2 separate regions of the Lactuca sativa genome follow, and region 2 is linked to region 1. The links are chromatin contacts, called in public Hi-C maps. All regions are on one chromosome and are shown on one strand. The core of a region is the stretch at or near the end of the contact, and the rest is flanking DNA. Distances in the headings are between cores, read along the strand shown.

Region 1 (4,274 bases), core at 1,205-3,704:
TTATATCCAACCCAACCTATTTAATTAAACAAATTAATAAGTTTGATCCATTTAATTTAAATGGGTTGAAAATCTCAACCCAACCTACTAATTTTGGGTTGGATCGGTGGGTTAGATCGATTTTTGTCGGCTCTATTTACAGGTACATTTTTAAGGTACTTATAGATGCGATTGCATAGTGACACTCGTCATCAAAGCAAACTGTGCACGTTTGCTACTAGCATGATATGCCTTAGGCTGGAGGGAGCGACCCTCGCCGGGAGCTCGCCTCCACCACTCCCATCAAACATGTTACATGCCTCACTAACGATGGTTTGCGATTTGATTTCTTTTCTCTTTTATTTCTTTTTTGGTTTTTTTCCAAAATAAAAATAACACAATAATTAGATGCTACTACTCTATAACTTTTACAACTTTAGATGTTACCATCATCTCCATCTTATGTGACTTAAAAAATCCTATATGACAGCATGTTAAATGTGTTACCACTCTCTACGACCTTAGTATGATTATACTTTGTTATAAAAGCCTACATTAGCAGATATATCGTTTTGGATGACATGTGTATTATTGATGTTATATTTTTTTTGTTATTAAAAGTTGCTATTTTTAGGACATGGGTGTTACATTATGGTTCACAACTTTTCGCCATCATGGTTCACACCCTTTTCGCCTTTCTGAATGGAAAGAAACAAAACAAAGAAAAACAATCATCTCAAAGCATGTTGCATCTAACATATCTTCATGTATAATTTGAATTTTTATTTTTCTTTCTTTCTCTGCATTCCAAACGTGTTATTTGGAAACAGTTTCGGATACCACCTCTTACTCCATCCTTAAAATACTCAGGATTTTGTTATAATGATGATTGTTTAAGGTGTAGGAAAACTATCTATTTCTTTACCTCTTACATGTGCAAGTTATATGTTCCCACAAGTATACAATTATGACACTTTTTAACAGAGTCATAGCTTTTGTAATCTTTCCTAGTGTGCTTAAGAAAAGAGATATTGAAAATAAGACTGTAAATGGATGTATGATTACTATAAGATATAATTTCAACATGTAATGACGTGATAACTCTAATAGCTCCAGCCTAAATCTACACAAGTGGTTTCATATTCTCAATTAGTGACCAAAATAAATGCAACATTTCTGCCATTTCTGCAACTCCAACTTCCTACAATTGTAACACCAGAACTACCACTTTTGTTACTTGATCCCTGCTTTCTCTAAGCTTGCCATGTATGTCATGTAACAAGTCCATATATACGCAAATGAGTTGCTCACTAATGGCTGCATTTTCACAAAACCAATACATATGATTTAACATCAAAATATTCATGAATCAATGAATCAAATCAATGAAGAAATGAACTTTTTCAATTGATTACCTGCAAATGAACAGGGACGAATCTGAATGTGATAAAATCACAAACAGGCCAATACATAACACCATTGATCATAGTTGGAATCAAATCTCGCTTCAATCTAGCAACAATTTCTCTACCACTTTCACCTGTGAAACATTCGATCAAGATTACACAAATCTCAAAGTAAAACACCAAAGGCAGCCATTAAAATGCAAGCAAGAAACTAGTACCTTGTATGCCTGCATTCACAGAGAAGAACACGACAGTCATAACAGGTCCAAATATCGCCTGACCCAAGAACATTTTCTTGAATGTTGACATAAGGTCACGATTTGGAAAGATTCTCGATACAAAATTGAACCAATAATGTAGTGCTGGACCTAATACGATCATTCCATATCCAGCCATGCGAAAAGTTCTTATACCATCGTAAGACTCTGAAGATGATCGAGTAATTGTCTGAATATGAGTTGAACAAGAAAAGAACACATTTTGGAACATATAAACTCGATTAAAAATCAAGAAATTACAACCCCAGTAACAAGAAGAAGAAATCTAACAGAAAACGAAGAACAGATTCAAGTACCTGAGAGGATAAATCAGAAGCAGTATAAATAAGAGCAGAGGTGATGCTTTTAGTAACAATGGGTCGGGTTTTAATCATACCCAAATACCATCCAATAAACGCACTCTTTGAAATCGACGATAAACGCGATGCGCTCTGTGTATTTGTGGTCGGGAATGGAACAGAAAACTCGATGTCTTTCACTTTTCTTTGAGGAAATCGGGAGTATGAAGCTTTGGGTTGTTGGAAAGGGGTTCTGGTAATCGGAGCTCCAAGTGAATCGGAAATCGAGTGTCTTCTCCATATGGTGTTGATGTAGATGTGTGCTTTGTTGCCATTCTTGAGGAAACCTGCGCTCATTTTTTTTTTCGTTTCTTCTCCTGAATTTGTGGGTGAAGGTGTGGTTGTTTCTAGGGTTTATGTAGGTGAGATTTTAAGGAAGTCGGCTTGTTTTTGGTTTAGTCAAGAAAAGACGTGTCGTGGTGTCAAGAGTTCAAGATTTATGTAGTTTGGACAGACATCCTCGTCGACCGAAGGAAGTCGACTCCTTTTTTCAGAAAAGGACTACTTATCATTTTAATTACGCTTTACATCAATCTTTCATTTGGTTTGTGTAAATTATGTGGTTGTCTATTTTTTTTCACTAAAGATTTTTATAATTTAGTTTTAGTTTTTGCTTTGGTTTTGGTCTGAAATTAAATTAATATAATAGTTATATTGCTTTTTCCATTTATGTTTTTAATTGTTGTATAATTATTTATGTTATTAGAACATCCGTTACCGTCTTCACGACCACCACCGTTTTCCACCTCCAAGCCACCACCACAACTCTTCCTGAACCTAGTTGGGATGGTGCTCAACATCCACTTCCTTGTGGACTCAAGAGAGAAGAAGCCAGGAAGAGAGAAGAGAGGAGAATAGAGACCTAATGAGTTGGTGTTTGTATTCTAGATATAACTAATAGTGATTGATGTATAATCTCAAAAATGTTAAAAGGATAACATTTCTACCGATTAGAAGTAAATTATATCAAATAAAGTTTAATCCACCCATTATCACCACAATGTTTTAGATGGTACTACCGGGTTGTATCTTGTGCTCAATCATAGATATTCATTAGAAAGGAAGTCATACATCAAAGTGTATAGTTCCTTAATAATTATTTTTTCTATACTTTAGTGAAAATTTATTAAGAATCTTTTATATATAAATAAGATTCATATATATCAAATAAACTACATTATTTATCTTCAAAGAGCCATTTCTTGAAGTTGAAATATGTGTATTTCATTTATACAATAAATATAACAATGTCATGGATAAGTTTGATTTAAAACAAGTTTAAGTCAAAAGTGTTTGCATATAAAACTTAATTTTATTCATAAAATACTGATATTTACTTTGTAATTCTATTAAGAGTTCTAACCTCAGAAATAGAAGTCAACCTTTTCAGAATATGAGTATTATTATTATGAAAAATGATCTAGTAAATAATCAAACATTTAAACAAATAACTAAGACATAAATATTTACGCATGCTAAATTTAAAGCATACATTGTTCCAAAACAAACATTGTTTTATACTACAAGCAATTTATGTTCTAAGCATAAATAATAAACTAAACTTCGAAAGTATAGTTCCAACTTGCTTGTGCTCAGCTAGTTACACTTCTGTAAATATTTGCAATCAAGTTTCAAATATTAGATTAACATTCAAGTACCAAGTACTTGAGTGTTACACGAAAAAGTATGAGTTCTATCCAGTAGATACATGAAGTACTAGTCTCTTTCAGACTTTCTTTCTAGATAAGAGGATCAGTTCCTCTACCAGTATCCAGTTTCTTCACAAAAGAAACAAAATCCATCTATATGGGACTTATTGGATTTCTTAGGTTTAAAGGTGTTTATTTCATAAAACATGGGCATTTTAGATTACACAATGTGACTCTTTTAGCCTTGCACTATTCCAACAAAACATCACTATATTTATTGGAATATTGATTAACCTGTTATATTATATATATATATATATATATATATATATATATATAAATTATCCAAAACTTCTTAGTCATGAATAATTGTTCCTAGTATAATGTTAGAAGCATCTTGAGCAACACTATGATGCATTTACTAGGTATAATATTCAGGTTTATTGCTCAAAGCAATTCTTTTAGGAATATGTCCTTTAAGTGTATATAATTTTACATCTCTCATGAGATTGTCTCTTAAGACATGAACTCATTCATTGAAGTTGCATCTATTGAATGTTATTGTTTCATTAAGTCATTTAAAGAGAAATGACAATTCATGGTTATGAGAGTGGATTATATATT
Region 2 (4,274 bases), core at 879-3,378, 270 kb after region 1:
TAAATTCAGAAGATTTCAGAAGCATACACAGACACAGAGCCACTGGGAATGACAGGCTTCCTGGATCTGTATTACTTGCAAGAGAAAGACTTCTTGAAAGATTGAGAGGTGTCTCTGTTTCTCAAAACAGGTATTATAAAATTTCATCAATCTTTCAAAATTCAAACTCATGTTAATCAAAATTAACAATAATCTTATTATAGACAAAGCAGCAGTTCTTCATCAAACAGTCATCAAGATGACAGTAATCTGTATGAAGAAATGGCATCTGAATCATGGCAACCATTAGCAAGAAATCATCATCATCATCATCCTGGACTTCATCAAGATGCCTTAAATTGTTTAAAATTAGAGGTTTTTGGTGATGATGGAAAAGGAAATGAGACTTCAAGGGAGTGTACGATTTGTTTGGAGAGTTTTGAAAATGGTGATGAAGTGATACGATTGCATTGTTTTCATGTATTCCATTCCGGCTGCTTGATTCCATGGATTAGGTTATGTGGGGCTTGCCCAAATTGTAGAAAGGGTATAACCGTAAATGTAAATGTGTTATGAAAAGATTAGACTCTGTTTGATGCACATATGACATAACTAAAGTAAAATTGCTTATAAGCTGACTTTTTAAAAAAAAACTATTTGGTGTAGATTGAGTGAATGATTTTGTATAGAGGGTTTGATACCATGTAATTTGTTATGTATGCATCTATGCTCATTTGGAATTAATATTTAAAAAGATTTCAAAACAGTTTTTTATTAGCTCATTTATAAAACAATGTAATTCTTAAACACACTTTCAGTTAAACATTATTTCGTGTGAATGCACTTCTATAAATACAATTGAATCTCTCGAGTTGAGATGTATTCTTAAAAAAAAAAACTACGTGAATTTCGAAAGGGCAACAATTATTCAATGGATGACACAAAGTCGCAAGATTTTAATATTACATGATAAAAGTTTTAATAGTTACTATTTTTTTGAACCTTATTAAGGTTGAATGATACTAGTTATTGAAATTGGACATTATTTCCAACAAAAAAGCCTAAATACTACATTTAGATCACAATATATTCTTGACATGGGTTATCATGTTTTGGTTCCCGTTGGTTTTGGTTAAAAAAAATGAACGGTAAGTTTTGGTTTTTGATTTTTAGAGTAACCATATTGATAATAAATATTATTATTATAATTTATTTTGGTTTTTAGTTTCTATTATTAGGTTTAATTTAAACAAAAAAAGTAATTTTAGTAAGAACAAATATACAAGGCACATAAACGTGTGCTTATCTTTTCATTTTTTTCTAATAGGAAATTTAGTTAACAATATAGATTTGGATCGATATTTATTATTTATTATAGGCAGAAATGTGGACATAAATTATTTTATTGGCTTATATAAGAATATAAGATTGCTTAGTATTTTATATGAATAAATAAGAAATTGACTGAATTATATATTTGGTGATTTTTCTTATTATGATGAATATGCTACTATCAATCAGTGTCAGGTTTTATTTAGGTTTTATCATTTTTGGGTTTAGCGTAAAAAAGTCATTTTATTCTAATAAAAAACAAAAAGTTAATTTAAAAAAGTTTTTTTTTTTTTTTTTTTTTTTTTTTAATTTTTATTTTTTATGTGGATGACACATGAACTGTTATCGATAGAGTAAATTACACCAATGGTCCCTATGGTTTAGGGTAATTTGCATGTTTGGTTCCTAACTTATTTCTTTTAACTCGTAAGGTCTCTATTATTTGTTTTTGTTACACGTTTGGTCCCTGTCTTACCTAAAAATACTATTTTCCTTTGATTTTTTATTTATTTATTTAAATAAACACACCCCCAACTCCACCCCTCTCATTTTATCTTACTTACCTCATCATTTTTCCCTATTTAAATAATACTATTTTTAGGTAAGATAGGGACCAAGCGTGTGACAAAAACAAACAATAGCGACCAAGTGCGTAACAAAAACAATTAATAGGGATCTTCCGAGTTAAAGAAATAAGTTAGGGACCAAACGTACAAATTATCCCAAACCATAAGGACCATTCGTGTAATTTACTCTATCGGATACAGATATAGATATAGATGATCATAAATCTTCTACATGACATGTCTTCACTATGAGTCTATGACTACAATTTTAAGAGTTTAAAGTTTTAATTAGCACAATAATTTTAAGAGTTTAAGGGCTTAATTAGCACAATTTAAAGCTAGCGGTTTCTATAACTTTCTGACTTTAACAATGAACATTAGTGTTTCAAAGAATTCTAATATCTCAATCATTTTATTGCTACTGAAGCTACTACATCAGATAAACAAAATTAGGGTTTAAACTTCAAACATACAATGACCTCCAGCAGCTTGTTAGTCGCAGAAACCATCTGGACAGAAATCCAATCCACTCGTTCAGGTACGCATACAGCCATGAATTCTATCTCAATTCGATCTTATATCCCCTAATTCTTCTTCTTCATCTTCTTCTTCTTCTTCCCAAAAATGAGTCTGATTTTCGTTCTTTTAAATCGCATTTGAAACTCTGATCGAAACAGTGACGGATGATCAGCTTTCGATGTGAGTAATCTACTTGATCTATCCTTGATTCTTCTATTACACAATTTACACATAAATTGACTGATCCTTCAACATGAAAACACAGTTTGCATACTTTATTTGGTAAAAATCTGGAAAGGGCAAGCAGGATAGTTGATCAACGAGGTGTCAAGAAGATATCCGGAGAACCCAGTGGGCGCTCCATCTTTCAGGTTTCTCTGTTGCGATCTTCTGAATTCCACTGATTATTTGTTGAAAATTATAACCAGTGCTTGAGGTTTGAACTTTGAAATGGCATTTGCAGATTACGGGAGAGTCTAAAAAGAAGGAAGAATACCTTTGTTTCCCAGAACACTATTGTGCTTGTTATTCGTTTTTCTATGACATTGTCAACAAAAGAGAACAGCTTTGTGTAAGGCTTTCTTCCATTTCCATTTTCGTTTTTGTTTCCTTGATTTTGATTATCGTTTCTTCTTTCTCAGTGCAAACATCAATTGGCTGCTAGACTTGCTGTGTCATTGGGTACATGTGTTGATGTGAAGGTGTCTGATGAACAACTCGCATATCTTCTTGCAAAACTCTAACATGATACACAACTTGATAGTTTTTGAAGATATAACAGTTATCAAAATCTATTAATCATATAACATAAGAAATGTAGGAACAAGTATGGAATGGAATGACAAGGAAATGGAATGGAATTGATCATTATCATTCGGTTGTCATGTTTGGCTACTCACCTAGAATGGAACGTGTCATTGATTTGTGTTGTTTGGTTTACAGAATGTTTTTTTTTTCGCTAAAATTATAAATAAATTGAAAAAATAATTTCATAAGAAACATATGAATATTTTTGCAACATCAACAAGAAACAACCGTTATTTTTAGACAACTTAAAAATGAAAAATCATAGGAATTTCCTTGGTAGATTGGAATGTATATAATTTGAAATGAGATTAGTCAATTATTTTTTTAAAAGATATTACAGAGGGGTGAGGTTGATTATGTATTGATGGTTTATTCAAATATACCAGTTCATCAAAGTGACATTGTAGATTGGTGATCGAATGAGACGATAAATTTGAAAATTTAAATAAAGTTTTCTAATTGCACTTCATCAATTGAGATAAGAAACTTGAAACTGAGATTAGTTAAAATTTGATAATTCAAAATTACATGTATTTAGAGTAAGTAAGAACACGAACCAAGAAGAACAAGTTAGAAAACCTTTTTCTGACAAGTAAAATTACAAGTAAATAGATGCATGGCATATAAGTACATTTGTCACTTTAGGTGACTCTGGTAAATCCAGATTAGTTATTTTTGAACATGTTAACATTTTTAGTATCTTGTTGCATTATCTTTTTTATTGTCACTTAACATGTCATTTTTCTCTCTTAACATTTAATTGCTAAATTTTTCTCTCTTAACATTTAATTGTTAGCATTTGGAAAAGAGTTATAAAATTTCTTACACTTCATTTTTTTTTTATTTTTTTAAATTTAATTAGATTATATTTTTTTTAAACACAAACAATTAATATTAAATAAGTTTTATTTTTTTAAACCGCAAACAATTAATATCAAATAAATTATATTTTTTTAAAACACAAACATTTCAAATTAAATTAAAAAAGTTACAATAAATTAAAGGGTTAATATTATAAAAACCCTAAATTTTTAACGCGTAACTAGAAAAAGCCCTGATATTTTTTTTATT

The links. A called contact is a pair of places that touch in the nucleus more often than the background predicts.
Region 2: a Hi-C map of leaf shows a contact between it and region 1, with 3 times the contacts expected there. The contact joins the promoter of LOC111904249 here to the promoter of LOC111904215 in region 1. A contact is called at or near these places in 2 of 4 Hi-C or Micro-C datasets (leaf and seed).

What each region holds. Positions count from the first base shown.
Region 1 is chr7:153,939,866-153,944,139 of Lsat_Salinas_v11, forward strand. LOC111904215 reads right to left here and starts at 2,455. Exons shown (of 4, transcript XM_023899996.2): 1 at 1,960-2,455; 2 at 1,604-1,832; 3 at 1,395-1,519; 4 at 1,011-1,296. The coding sequence starts at 2,298. The coding sequence ends at 1,213.
Region 2 is chr7:154,206,162-154,210,435 of Lsat_Salinas_v11, forward strand. LOC111904249 reads left to right here and starts at 2,129. Exons shown (of 5, transcript XM_023900029.2): 1 at 2,129-2,415; 2 at 2,555-2,576; 3 at 2,662-2,767; 4 at 2,860-2,967; 5 at 3,038-3,280. The coding sequence starts at 2,352. The coding sequence ends at 3,139. It overlaps LOC111904213 (probable E3 ubiquitin-protein ligase RHY1A), which reads left to right. Exons shown (of 4, transcript XM_023899994.3): 3 at 1-130; 4 at 204-644. The coding sequence ends at 555.